4 separate regions of the Sus scrofa genome follow, and all the other regions are linked to region 4. The links are chromatin contacts, called in public Hi-C, HiChIP or PLAC-seq and promoter capture Hi-C maps. All regions are on one chromosome and are shown on one strand. Each heading gives the region's core, a stretch centred on a gene start, on an enhancer-like site or on the middle of the called end of the contact. The rest is flanking DNA. Distances are from core to core; before and after follow the strand shown. Region 1 holds the start of THAP7 (THAP domain-containing protein 7). Region 2 holds the start of LZTR1 (leucine-zipper-like transcriptional regulator 1). Region 3 holds the start of SERPIND1 (heparin cofactor 2). Region 4 holds the start of SNAP29 (synaptosomal-associated protein 29).

Region 1 (3,229 bases), core at 607-3,106, 100 kb after region 4:
GGCACCCAGGGGCCCCAGGAGGTCTGAGAACGGGCTGCTGAGGCCAGGCTCCAGCCTCCCAGTAGGGGAAGCAGACAGAGCAGCAGGTGCGGAGGCCTCTTCCACAGGAAAGCAGGTGACATCAGCAGGTGGAGGTGGAGAAAACGGAGTCGTGGGCCCTCGGCCCTCAGAGCAGCTACAGGGAGACAGAGCAAGGGACAGGCCAGGCTCAGGGCTCAGTGACCTCATTTCACCAGCCCACCTAACCCCCATCCCTGAACCATAGGCTCAGAGCCCTGTCCAGCAAGGCTCCATCCGAAAGCCCAGTCCCTCAGACGTGAAGTGGGACATCCCCCAGCGCAGCGCTTACCGCTTCCTGCATCGCCGAAGCCGGCTGACATCAGGGGGGCCGGGTGGGTAACTGTGCCCCTTGGTCTTGGCTGTTCGGCGCAACTTGGAGAAAGACTCAAATATTGTGGGGACTGCTCCCTCCTTCAGCCTGTGGTACCCACTGTAGGGGAAAGCAGTCTGAAGTAGAGAAGAGGGCCTGCACCCCAGGCTGACCTGCAGGGTGCGGAGCCTGCAGCCCCCCAGCCCCTGAACAGGATCCTGGGCTAGCACTGGGGCAGGTGGGAGGCACACTGCAAACAGCTAGTTTGGGGGATGCCAAGTTAAGAGGTACCCCATCTCCTCCATGAGAGCCTCCTGAGAATTAAGGTGACTGGAAAGGCCCCACCAGAACTGGGCTGACCCCCTGAAAGGAGCGGCTATGTTTGTGCCTTTGCTGGCGTGCCTGGGCTCCAGGAGCACCCTCTGGCACAGTGATACCCGGGGTGTGTGTGTCTCTAACTGCTTCCGTCCGGAGAGGAAATTGAGATTCTGAGCTGGGAAGAACCAGGGCGGCCTGCCCTGGTGTCAGCAGGAGGCTCACCTGATTCCCACCAGTTCAAAGCAGTTCTCCTCGAAGTGTTTGGAGCAGAAGTAGATGTACTCGGATGCTGGGTCCCACAAGCCCTGGCCGCTGGGGTCCAGCCGCTGGCAGTTGGCCAGCCACAAGCCTCGCCTCGGGTTGTCCTTCTTGGGAAGCCTGTAGGGCAACAAGCCTGTCAGAGCTGGGCCGCCGGCGACACACCGGATGGGAAGGGCCGGCCTGACTCATGCTGCCCCCGGACCCTGTGGGCACACAGACTAGGAAGCTGAGGCCTCAAAACGTAAAGCGACTGGCTCTGCACCAGGGTGCCTCTGACAGCAGCTAGTTCCCTCTCCACCGCAGCTCCGCCCACCATCAGCCTCTAACTCAAGCCTCGCCGGACCCGCCGAAGCGCGTGCGCAGTGAAGGCTCCTCAGGTGGGCAGGACAGACTAATGAACACGTGACCCTTTCGGCGCCAGCGCGCACGCGCGCTGACCTGTGGAAGGAGATGCCGCGGTTGCGCGTCTCTCGCGTGTCCCGCGTGCAGCAGCCGGCGGCGGAGCAGTGACGCGGCATCTGGAGAAGAGGCAGGAACTCGGTTGCGGGCTGCTATCTGGGCCCGGACAAGCCTCGCGCCCCTAGCCGCCACCCTGCTCCAGGCGGCCCCGTCCTGGCGCGTCCACACCGGCCCGATCTCGTCAGAGGCCCTTCCCAACCCACTCTCCCGTCTCCCGTCAGCGGCACTTACGGTCTCGCCATTGCTGCGCCGCCGAAGTCTCGCGAGATGTGGCTCGCGGCGGAAGTCGGTACCATAGAGACCCGGAAGCGCGCGGCGCTCGCTGAGGGGCGGAGCGGGCCCCGGAAGTGGTCGGCCTGCGGGGCGCCGCGCGCAGGACCGAAACGACTCTGACAAGAACGGGCTGGTCGTGCGATGCGGAGCCCTGGCTGGGCGGGCACGCATGCCTCTGATGAGAGGTGCCCCTTGTGGACGGGAGGGAGGCTCTGGGGCAGCTCCTCCAGAGGACGGGGCGAGGAGGGTGAACGCTGTGGTCCCGCGACTGTGACCCGGACCGCTTCCGGTCCCGGAGGAAGGGCGCGAAGGATCCGGAGTGTTTAAACTTAAAACATTTTCCCCGATTTCCCCACTGGCCTTATACTCTTATTCTGGAAGTAATACAGCAACTGAGGTGCCTCATTTTTTCTCTTTGGGAGGAAACATGATTTTTCCCTAGGAATTCGCTCGGAAAAGGCAAGTATCTGGTCGGGGAACTTGGCCGAAGAGCAACACAGGAGCAGACGACACTCAATACAGAAACTTTAATAGGTAAACACATCTGGAACGTTACAGAGCAGGGTGAAGGGGGGCCGCCTCGCCCTCCCGCTCAGTACTCCTCCCCCTCCTCGGCCTCCGCTTCCACCGAGTCCACGCCCACCTCTTCGTAATCTTTCTCCAGAGCCGCCAGGTCCTCCCGGGCCTCCGAGAACTCGCCCTCCTCCATGCCTTCCCCCACGTACCAGTGCACGAAGGCACGCTTGGCGTACATGAGGTCGAACTTGTGGTCCAGGCGGGCCCAGGCCTCGGCGATGGCCGTGGTGTTGCTCAGCATGCACACGGCCCGCTGCACCTTGGCCAGGTCTCCCCCTGGGACCACCGTGGGGGGCTGGTAGTTGATGCCCACCTGCCAGAGAAGGGGAACAGATGGAGACGTTTATACTGTGGCGTGAAAAATGGTACCTTGTTTTTTAAAACAAGGCCCCATGGGAATTGGTACTTTCTTTTTTGGCAGTATCTGACAACATTTAATATTCTTTGACCCAATACTGTCACGTTTTGGATTTACCCACATAAGAGCAAAAGCTACATGTATAGAGATTTTTATGTATTTAGTTTAGGGTACTGTTTGAAATGGCAAAACTGGAAACATGTCCTTCCTGGGGAACAAGTTATCACACATCTCTACAGTAAAACACGGTACCATGATGAAAAGGAATGAAGAACCTGCCCTGGCCTGTAAATATGTCCAAGGTGTATTGTATACTTGGTAGAAAGCAGAGCAAGTTGAATTCTACCTGAGTGTTTATACTTCAAAATACTTACAGAGTAACAACCAAAGCTGGGAGATACCATGCTGGAGGACAAACAACTGGTAGAGTGCGGACAGATGGCTGGCCCTGACCTAAGGAGCAGCTGGCAGCCAGCACCAGCTTGACGCAGCTCTTCTCCAGAGGAACTGGGAGCAGGGGGCATGTACAGGGGGTTCTGATCTGATCAAGGGGTGCCCCCTACCCCCCAGCTCTAAGACCAGGCTGGCCAGCCCTTCCAAACAGGATGGCTGCC
Region 2 (3,273 bases), core at 600-3,099, 84 kb after region 4:
AAGAAGGCTCAGTCCCAGAGAAGCTGTGTTCTAGAGGACAGGGCTTCCCTGCACGGTGGGCCAAGTGGCAAAGGGTGGCAGCCAGGCAGGAGACAGCCAGGAAAGGGGAGGTCGTGGGGCCACAGAAAGTCCAGCTGCCCGGCACTGAGGTGGACACTTCACACTCTTTGATATGAGTGTGACACCCCCATTTTACACCAAGGAAAGTGACATTGGTCCCAGCCCTGAGCCCCACTGGGCAGGAAGGCTGGAGCTTCCGCAGGGTCCTGTGGAGCAGAAGCCGTGCTAGGCCAAGGGGGTGCTGGGTGCCCAGGACATTCCTGCCGCCCTGAGTGAGAGCCTCGCTGGGCCTCAGGTGGACTCAGGTCTCCAAGGACAGGGGCTGCCACTGGGCTGTCCTCAGGCTTGGCTACTACCTCTCCCTGCAGAGGCGACGAAGTGATCTCCGTGGCCAGCATGAACTACGATCCCATCGTGTCTAAGGTGGCTGAGGTGCTGGCCTCTGGCCGCAGCATCCGGAAACGGGAGGTGGAGTGAGTGTGGGCTCTGGGGATCTTGGGGAAAGGGGAAAAAGTCCCCTGAGGTGCTGGCTCAAGCTCCCTCCACAGCCCTCGAGGGTCCTCCCCCTCTCCACTTGGCCACCTCAGTCTCAATCAGTCTCAGGCTCCCAGAACGATGGCCTGGTGTGGGGCAAGGCTTATGGTTTGGGAGTGGGCTGGTTATTTGTGCTCTTGGGGGATAGAAGGGAAAGAGGCCGTGTCCAAGGGCAAAGCCAGTGCTGTGTGGATGGGTCAAGACTCACTGCTTGGGCAGTCACTGGGGCCGGGACACCCCATTGAACATGGCTGAACTCAATTATAGGGCAGCAGGATGTGGCTTGTGTTGCTTCTGGGGCACCCTGCACAGAGGTGGGGGATGGTTGTTCAGGGTCTGTCCAGTGAGCCACTGGACACCAGTCATTACTCTCATCTGGGCATGGTGCCAATGGGAGTCACCCTGTGGACTCCACCCGCCTATAGAGAACCCCCAGGACTGAGGAAGCCCTGGAGGCCATGAGATGGGGTCAGGGGAGGAGGCTCAGGCTGGAAACATGGAGAACCAAGTGGGGACATGGTGAATGACATGATGTCTCCCCAGCCTTCTCTGTCTTTCCCTCTTGCCTTCGCAAAGACTGTTTCTGCTGCACAGCAAGTACGTACATCCCCTCTTCCCTCTGAGCCTTCCCCACCTGCCCAAGTACACACCCCTGCTGGGTGCCAGGGCCTTGCACAGCCCTCTTCTGTCTTCAAGGTCCAGCTGCTCACGGTGCCCCGTGGGGAGCCTGCTCCCTCCTGCTCTCACTCCTCCTCCCTCATTCCTGCAGGACCGGCGACATGTCCTGGCTCACAGGGAAAGGATCCTGAACTTGCATGCAGCGGACTCGGGCAGGCATGCTGGGGTCCCAGGGACAGAGGCCAAGCCAGGGGGGCAAGTGCCAACCTCCAGTTCCCCAGGATCCTCCAGGGCAGAACCTGAGCCCTCCCAGTGTTTGGCTTCAGCTGCCTGGTTCCCCTCCAGAGAGGCCCCAGTGGCCTCCAGGAGAAGCTCACCACCCAAGGCATCCAGTGGCATTGATAGGCCTGCCCTCCTATCCCTCTACTGGGACTGGTTCCCTGTAGGACCCTGTGACATGTTAGACAGTATCTTAACATTAAAACACACACATTTGCAGATCTGTGTGACTTCCACTGTAATTGGGCAAACTCCCCCAAGGGAGAAAGCAGATGATGGGGAGACAGGCATGACCAGAGACCACAGAACACCCAGTGTTTCACCAAGGAATTTTGGCCCAGAGGAGATAGCAACTGATTCTGCCCCATGTCTTGGATCTGGATTTTGAAGAAATGGCACTCCAAGCAGAGGGAAAGCACATGCATAAAGCCCGAGACAGGGAATGCTTCTTCAGAGGACAGTGGGAACTCGCGCTTAGCAGTTGGGGGTGTTTGCCCATTAAGGTTCGAGCAATGAGTCCGGAGACGGACCCAGCCTGAGCTTCCTGAATGCCCATTTCGTAGGTGAAGCAGCTGAAGCTCTGCCAGAGTAGGACCGAGAATCCAGAGCCTCTGTGCACGCAGTCTCCCAGCCAAAAAGAACGCCATGGGGAGATGCGGGGGCCGGGCCAGGGACAGAGCAAGAAGGGGATGGTGGGGCGGCCCGCGGAGGCCACTGCGAGCCCGGAACCCTCCGTCCGGGATCCCGGGCGCGGCGGACGATCGAAACCGAGCCATGCGCACAGGGCATGCTGGGAGCCGCGCCGGGGAAGTGCGGGCCGGGAGGGGTTGTGGCCAGGGCGCCGCGCTCGCTGGAGGGGGAACCGCACGCCCGACCTCCGCGGGAAGCTCTTCCCGGAAGTCTATGCGCTCGCCGCACAATCCGGCCTGCCAAGCCACTGGGTCGGTGAGGCTCTCCCGGAAAAGCGGGCGGCCGGCAGTGCGGCGACGTCGGCCCAAGGCTCGCCGGGAAATGTAGTCTCTCGAAGCAGCCCGGGGCGGTGGCCTCACGTCCAGCGGACCCGGTGGCCCATCGGGCGTGGACCCGGCATGGCTGGGCCCGGTGGCTCGGGGGCCCCGATCGGGGCCGGGGCCCTGGCCGGTGGAGCTCGGTCCAAAGTGGCCCCGAGTGTGGACTTTGACCACAGCTGCTCGGACAGTGTCGAGTACCTGACGCTCAACTTCGGGCCCTTTGAGACAGTGCATCGTTGGCGGCGCCTCCCGCCCTGCGACGAGTTCGTGGGGGCCCGGTAGGCGGGGCGCGGGGGTCCTGGGGGGTGTCTGAGGAGGTCCCAGGCAGGCCCCTGGGCCAGGCTGGGCTGTGGTTTCCTGGGGCGAGACCTGGTGTGTGTTGGGTGAGGTGGGTCCAGGTCCGTGTCCAGGGCAAGGGAGGGGCTCCCGAGGGAGTCTCCGAGTGGGGTGGCCCAGGGCAGAGTATTAGAGTTACATTGTGTCTGTGGGTCTCCAGATGGGGTTCCAGGTGCTCTGCAGTGGGTTGGGAGTGTCAGGAGTCCCCACATGCAGAGTCCTTTAGAATACTGCTGGAATATTGGGGTCTCCATCGATCTTGGCAGTTGAGAGGTGTCATCTGAATTCTTTGGCAGCCCCAGTGCCGAGTCTCATTCTTTGGGTGACCCCTCAGGAGGGTCCTGGCCTCACCACCACCTCCCTCTCTCTTTCCAGGCGCAGCAAACACACAGTGGTGGCCTATAAAGATGCCATCTATGTATTTGGTGGAGACAAC
Region 3 (3,380 bases), core at 638-3,137, 65 kb before region 4:
CATCATTCAATTCTTCTAACTACTCTGTACATTTTTAAATGTCATAATAAAAAGCTGGAAACCATACCTAACTGAGGCACACCTTTGAAGTGGAGAGAAAACACTGACTTGTGTGTGACAGAAGGTACAGCTTTAGAGGAAGACCAAAACCACACACTTTTGACAGGTGTCAGATCCAAACATGCCAGGAGTGTTACCAAGGAGTGAAACTCAGTGTTTTCAACAGTGGGTGATAGGATCAGAAATCTGGATGCATATCCAATACAGAAATCTAGGAAACAATGGAGTTCCCATTGTGGCTCAGTGGGTTAAGAACCCAACTAGTATCCACGGTCATGTCAATCTTCACAGCTACCTTCCATAGCGGGTTTGACCACCGCCCTCATTCCGGGGCGAGAGGGAGAGTGTGGGCCTGAAGAAAGCTACTCCTTGGCCAGTGCCCGGGCCCGCCATGCAGGGAGGAGGGCAGCAGGGCAGATGGACACTGGCCAGCCAGGAGTGGATAGCAATGCAGGCCGAGTGCCTCTGAGCAGCCCCAAATAACCACACTTTCCATGTCCTGAACACAACTGCCCTTGACCCACCAGAATCCTCCAGACCCCTTGCCCCCCCTGCAGACCCCCAGAGTCCTACTCTCATTTTATTTTGTTTTTTTTTCCCCATGCCATACAGAAGTTCCCCGGCCAGGGATTGAACCTGCACCTCCATAGCAACTTGAGCCACTGCAGTCGGATTCTTTTTGTCTTTTTGCCATTTCTTGGGCCGCTCCCTCAGCATATGGCGGTTTCCAGGCTAGGGGTCGAATCAGAGTTGTAGCCGCCGGCCTACGCCAGAGCCACAGCAACAGGGTATCCAAGCCGCGTCTGCAACCTATACCACAGCTCACAGCAACACCGGATCCTTAACCCACTGAGCAAGGCCAGGGGTTGAACCCGCAACCTCATGGTTCCTAGTTGGATTCGTTAACCACTGCGCCACGACGGGAACTCCTGCAGTCAGATTCTTAACTGACTATGCCACAAAGCGAACTCCTCCCTGTCATATTAGAAGGTATCTAGGGACAACATGCCAAACTCTCAGGGACAGAAGTGGGGAGCAACTCTGTGACACGGGGTCTTCTTGACAATCCAGGATATATGTATTTTTTTTTGTACTTTTTAGGGCTCAACTCATAGTATGGAGGTTCCCAGGCTAGGGGTTGAATCAGAGCTATAGCTGCTGGCCTACACCACAGCCACGCAATATCCTACACCACACCTCATGGCAACACCTGATACTTGACCCACTGAGTGAGGCCAGGGTTTGAACCTGCAACCTCATGGTTACTAGTCAGATTTATTTCCGCTGCACCCCAACAGGAACTCTGACCATCCAGAATATTCTTACAGCAGCGTTTAAATCACCAATTTAAAAACACAAACTAAAAATAAAACAATCCCTGGCCCCTGGGAATACCTAAGTGGACCCTAGGACTACATGACAGACAGGAGAGCTAGGCGGCACATCCCAACAGAGATGCAACGACCCTTGACTGCAGGCAGGCCTGGGCCAGGGTCTCTACCGCAACTTCCCCTCCACTGTCTCTGAAGGGCCGGGCTCATGGGAGGCTGGGGACATCTGCCAGGTTCCAAGTCGAGAGCTGTGATTGCTTAGAGGAAGAACTTGTGGTTCAAGGGACCCTGAGTGGTCTCCACTTGCATGGGAGCATTAGAGCTGCCACCCCAATGCAACCCAGCCCAGAGCTGAAATGTCCTGGCTGCCCCATGAGTGCATCCACAAAGATGGTCACGCCTCCGCAAGTCACCCAGCGGTGCCCAAAGGCGAAGAGAGGGCTTTGTGCTGACGAAGCTGATCGAGCTCTGTTTGATCTGGGACGTATTTACTTTGGAAAATGCAAGAGCAGCCCAGCACCAAAGTTCACACTGGTGGCCTTGGCCGATTCTGTCCCTGCAAAGCCCCTTCTCAGCAGCACAGAGGTGAGTGTTTTCTAACATTTTTTGTCGAATACGGATTCTTATTTGTGGTAGTTAGAGATGGGCAACTGGTGTGTTTCTCCATCATACACACATTCAAATGCTCTCTGCACTATCTTTGTGGGGAAATGTCTTGTTTTCCATCTGCCCAGTGGGGAGCTGACAGGCTGGAAGAGGGGACTGCACTAGTTAGAGTGGCAAGTTGGGAAGCAGGTGAAGTGGGAGGATATCTGGGTTCTGGGTCATCTCATATGGTTCAGAAAAATAATGTGTGCGTGTCACATAGGCACATATACATATGTGTGTACAGAGACCTGGTGAGTCTGCAGAAAGATACAGGGCTGTTCTGTAAGCTGTGCTTTCAACTCTCCTGTGAATCTGCAGTTATTTCATAAAAAGTGTTCACAACCCCAGGCAGCTCCTTCTGTTATACCTGCTCTGTGCCCGGAGGTGTGGATGGCTGGGCAAACGCTCTGAGGTGGGACTAAGATGTCCACCCCACTCCACGCAACTAGCATGAGAAGGCACTACAGGAAATGACCAGAAAAACAATTTTTTGAATGATCTACCTTTAAAAAAGATTGCTTCTCTGCAAAGACAGTAATCTGGATTTAAACACAAGCTAGTGATAATTTTAAAGTATCCTATTTGTTGGAGTTCCCGTCGTGGCTCAATGGTTAATGAATCTGACTAGGAACCATGAGGTTGCGGGTTCGGTCCCTGCCCTTGCTCAGTGGGTTAATGATCTGGCGTTGCCGTGAGCTGTGGTGTAGGTTGCAGACACGGTTTGGATCCTGCGTTGCTGTGGCTCTGGCGTAGGCCGGTGGCTACAGTTCCGATTAGACCTCTAGCCTGGGAACCTCCATATGCCGCGGAGTGGCCCAAAGAAATAGCAAAAAGACAAAAAAAGACAAAAAAAGAAAAAAAAGAAAAAGAAAAAGAGCAAAACTACAAAAAAAAAAAAAAAAGTATCCTATTTATTATACTAACCGGCAAAGCAACAAAAAGATTTACTTTTCTGATTTCTAATTTTTATCCACAGAAAATATGAGAGAATAATGAAACAATGAAACCTATTTTGGGCTTTTCATCACCTTAGCCAGAAACAGGGTACAAGAAGCTTCCACATGTACTATCTGAATATGGGGGAAAATATGACTGTTTTCACCTCTGCCTCCCTATTCGGTCTCAGATTCCTTTTTCTTAACTCTTATTTATTCCACTTTTTTTTTTTTTTTTTTTTTTTTGCTTTTTAGGGCCACACCTGTGGCACATGGAGGTTCCCAGGCTAGGGGTTGAATCAGAGCTGTAGCTGCTGGCCTACACCAGAGCCACAGCAAAGCCAGATCCAAGCCACGTCTGAGACCTATACCATAGCTCACGGCAACGCCGGATCCTTAACCCACT
Region 4 (3,313 bases), core at 279-2,778:
ATCCTACGTTGCTGTGGCTGTGGTATAGGCCAACAGCTACAGCTCTGATTCCACCCCTAGCCTGGGAACCTACATATGCTGCACAAGCGGCCCTAAAAAGCAAAAACAAAACAAAACAAAAAACAGGGTTTAAACTCAGGTGATCCTATCTCTACAACCAGTATTCTTTCCCTTCCATTGCACTTGCCCTCTGATTAGAAGTCAGGTAGGCATCAGTCTCCAGGCCCTGCTCACCCTCCAAGTTTGAGAACCTACAAAGCCAAGGAAGGCCTAGGTCAGCCTGCTAAAGTGCCTAAAACGATTTCACCGGGCACCAGAGCCACTCCCAACTGTCAGACAACAATCTTTCCATGTGCCAGGAGGCTGTGCAGAATCATCCCATCCCTTCAATGCTAACACATTGCATCGAGTCTCATCACACACACGTGGCATGGGGGAGCTGCCCTTTACTGTCCAACTCTTTGTCAGGCATGTTATGCTAGAACTCAAGAACGACTTCATTTCACAGATAAGGAAACAGAGGCTCCGAGGGTTGAAGTAACTTGTTCAAGACGACATACAGCGACAGTGCAGGTACCTTCTCAAACTAAAAGCTGTTTCCCCCCATCCCAGGCATCCGTGGGGCTGCCTCTCCCCCTCTCCAAGATAAGGAACGCTCCGGGGTGAGTTCTTTTTTCTTCAAACACCCGCTTCCCCGGTCTGAAGACCCCTCTAATCTCGCAAGAAAACAGTGCGCAGCAGACCTGCGTTTCAGAAAGCGCTCCCCGACACTACCCCACCGCCCTTCACCTCCAAGGACAAAGCGCTTACAAGCACCCCTTCCCCGAGGAAGGCAGCGCCCAAAGTCACCAAAAAAAGGCAGGGCGAGCGGGGGCCACCCCAGGTTCGACCACGGCCCCCGCCGCCTCCGCCTAGCGGTGTCACTAGGCGGCCCCGGCCTAGCCCGCCGGGAGCTCACAACCACCCGCCCGCCACACGCCCGCCGGCCCCCTGCCGCACCGGCCTCCTTCACGAGCTCCTCGCGCCCCCGGCAGCCGAGGCCCACCTCGGCCTCTGCAGACCCCAGCCGCGCCTCCAGCGCCCCGGCCCCCTCCTCCTGTCAGCCCGCACTGGGCCGCCAAACTACCTTCTCCAAGGAAGCCGGCCTCTGCACCGCCAAGGAGCGGGCCAGCGACAGGACTGTGTTGAAATAGAAGCCCCGCGACGCGCCGGCGCCGGAGGCTGAGCCGGGGCCGGCGCCGCCGCCGCCGCTTCCCCGGGCCGCGGCCGCCGCCATCGTCGCGCACCGCGGCGCCACCCGCCGGCTTTCCGCAACCGGCCCGCGAGCGCCAGAGCCCACAGCGCAGGTGCGGCCTCATCCGGCCGCCCCACCACGTGACCTCGCTGACACCGGTGGGGCGTGGCCGCGGGCTGCTCCACTGCCCGCGGGGGTTGGGGGCAGGGCGGCCGCTGTGCCGCGCGCGAGGCGTGGTTTCCCCCCGTGGCGGGACCCGATGGTCGACTCCGGAGGCGGGGCCTCTACGCACTGCAGGCGGAAAGAACTCGCGCTGTGCTGGCAGCAAGCGAACCGACGCTTCTCTGGGGCCTTGGCTAGCCCGCGGCCCCCAGTGCCCCCCCTCACCTCGGCCGCGCCCCCTTCCTCCGGCCCACCGCGGGCCAAGCACCGCCGCCATGTCGGCCTACCCCAGAAGCTATAACCCGTTCGATGATGACGCGGAGGACGAGGGCGCCCGGCCAGCGCCGTGGACTGATGCCCGCAACCTCACGGACGGGCCCGAGTCGCCCGCTGACCGGCAGCAGGCCCTGCGGCAGGAGGTGCTGCGCCGGGCCGAGGCCACGGTCGCCAGCACGGGAAGGTCCCTGTCCCTCATGTACGAGTCCGAGAGGATAGGAGTCGCCTCTTCTGAGGTGAGTCCGCGGTCCCCTGTGTTATTGGGGTCGCCCAGTGGGCTGGGAAGGGTCCTAGCGCTTTAGCGGCTGGAAGGTTGGTACGATCTGTCAGCCCGGTAAAGAAAAGTCTAAAGTACTCGAAAGGGGCGGTTTGCTTCCGGCAACCTCGCTGAACTCTTAGTCGCCTAGTTTCTTTTTTTTCTACTTCTAGTACACAGGCAATCTCCATGCCCTGGCCTATCTAGGCGAGTAAAGGTTCTGAATAGCAGACCCGATTAGGGAAGTGGAGAATGTGTTTCTCTTACACGATTTCCTGGGCAGCATCCAGGCTGAATCCTGCCAGAGTGACCTAGCAAGGACTGTGACTGCTAGTGTCTGAAAGCATCCGAGGAAATGGGCCTTGAGTTCTTCCCCGAAACTGATGGCTTTTCCACCTCGCCTTGAGGTGTGTTGAGTTCTCCGCCTGGACGACTGCTGAGTGAGCCAGAGCCCAGTAGAGTGGGGAGCCCTTCCCTTCCCTTCCCAATACAAACGAAGGTGTCTGAGACTGACACTGTGTGGTCTGTGATGATCTGTTGCTCCGTTTCATCTTTGTCAGTTCCTCTTTCCATTCATAGACGATTTCAGAGTTGGACCTTTTTAAAGTTTTTAAAAATTTAATAGCATGTTACAGCAATATCAGCTAGGAATGATTCATCTTAAGCACTTGTAGCTCTGGAAGCTAAAGCTTTGTCTCACCCCATGGGTCTTTTCATTAACTCTTTTCTCTGCAAAGTTACTGACCTGGTTACTTACAGTTTTGAGGTATATCGCATCATTCTCCCATAGCCACTTGCTTGGCTTATTTCCCTTCCCCACTTCTCCCAGTTACTGGCTCCCTCATTGTCATACCTGCCTGTCTTCAGCCTCATCAAGGAAGTTTAGCGTATGTCTACTGGTTCCTATATTCGAGTCTCAGTGGAAGGTATCGACTTAGATTTGGGAGGAATGCCTGAGGCCTTAGGGCCCTGAGAGGAGTGGGTCACTTAAGGATCCCCAGCTCAAGGAAGCCAACTAAGAACTGCTTGAAAAGACATATTTGGCAACTGAAAACAAATGAAGTAGGAAATCAAAATGATATACAGTAGAAGATGGTGGCAGAGGTTACACTGGAATTTGGCTATTAAGGCTAAGGTGTAGATAGGAGGAGGAAGAGGAGGGAGAGGGTGTTCCCAGGGAAAAGAGGATCCATGCAAAGGCACTGGCCAAACACTGCAGCTCCTGGGCTCCTGAGCAGGGACGTGATGGCCTGGAAGCCTTCCAGGGCAAGGGCCTGGAGGAGAAACTTAGGACCTGGTGTGGGCAGAGGGAAGGTCAAGAGCACCAAAAACAGGATGGACTTGTTTCATACTGATTGTGGTAACAAGCCCCCTGCTGCCTCCCA

What was found. Promoter capture Hi-C pulls out the DNA fragments that hold promoters and counts their contacts. A called contact is a pair of places that touch in the nucleus more often than the background predicts. HiChIP or PLAC-seq counts read pairs in DNA pulled down with a chosen protein or histone mark.
Region 1: an H3K27ac HiChIP or PLAC-seq map of alveolar macrophages shows a contact between it and region 4. The contact joins the promoter of THAP7 here to the promoter of SNAP29 in region 4. A contact is called at or near these places in 2 of 5 promoter capture datasets (fetal liver and liver), 4 of 47 Hi-C or Micro-C datasets (alveolar macrophages, liver and skeletal muscle) and 1 of 2 datasets of contacts at active chromatin or transcription factors (alveolar macrophages).
Region 2: a promoter capture Hi-C map of liver shows a contact between it and region 4, with 2.8 times the contacts expected there. The contact joins the promoter of LZTR1 here to the promoter of SNAP29 in region 4. A contact is called at or near these places in 2 of 5 promoter capture datasets (fetal skeletal muscle and liver), 3 of 47 Hi-C or Micro-C datasets (alveolar macrophages, liver and retroperitoneal adipose tissue) and 1 of 2 datasets of contacts at active chromatin or transcription factors (alveolar macrophages).
Region 3: a contact with region 4 is called in a Hi-C map of liver, with 4 times the contacts expected there. The contact joins the promoter of SERPIND1 here to the promoter of SNAP29 in region 4. A contact is called at or near these places in 1 of 5 promoter capture datasets (liver) and 3 of 47 Hi-C or Micro-C datasets (liver and skeletal muscle).

The regions. Positions count from the first base shown.
Region 1 is chr14:50,591,922-50,595,150 of Sscrofa11.1, forward strand. THAP7 (THAP domain-containing protein 7) reads right to left here and starts at 1,857. Exons shown (of 4, transcript XM_013983196.2): 1 at 1,640-1,857; 2 at 1,388-1,467; 3 at 911-1,066; 4 at 1-175. The coding sequence starts at 1,852. LOC100510930 (tubulin alpha-3 chain) reads right to left here. Exons shown (of 5, transcript XM_003133000.5): 5 at 2,194-2,570. The coding sequence ends at 2,274.
Region 2 is chr14:50,574,564-50,577,836 of Sscrofa11.1, forward strand. It overlaps LZTR1 (leucine-zipper-like transcriptional regulator 1), which reads left to right and starts at 1,850. Exons shown (of 21, transcript XM_003132997.4): 1 at 1,850-2,779; 2 at 3,213-3,273. The coding sequence starts at 2,145. It overlaps AIFM3 (apoptosis-inducing factor 3), which reads left to right. Exons shown (of 20, transcript XM_021074038.1): 19 at 429-533; 20 at 1,364-1,710. The coding sequence ends at 1,403.
Region 3 is chr14:50,425,234-50,428,613 of Sscrofa11.1, forward strand. SERPIND1 (heparin cofactor 2) reads left to right here and starts at 1,888. Exons shown (of 5, transcript XM_001929566.5): 1 at 1,888-1,976. The region is part of intron 19 of PI4KA (phosphatidylinositol 4-kinase alpha); the gene reads right to left.
Region 4 is chr14:50,490,659-50,493,971 of Sscrofa11.1, forward strand. SNAP29 (synaptosomal-associated protein 29) reads left to right here and starts at 1,529. Exons shown (of 5, transcript XM_003132993.4): 1 at 1,529-1,908. The coding sequence starts at 1,672. It overlaps PI4KA (phosphatidylinositol 4-kinase alpha), which reads right to left and starts at 1,325. Exons shown (of 55, transcript XM_001929569.6): 1 at 1,127-1,325. The coding sequence starts at 1,276.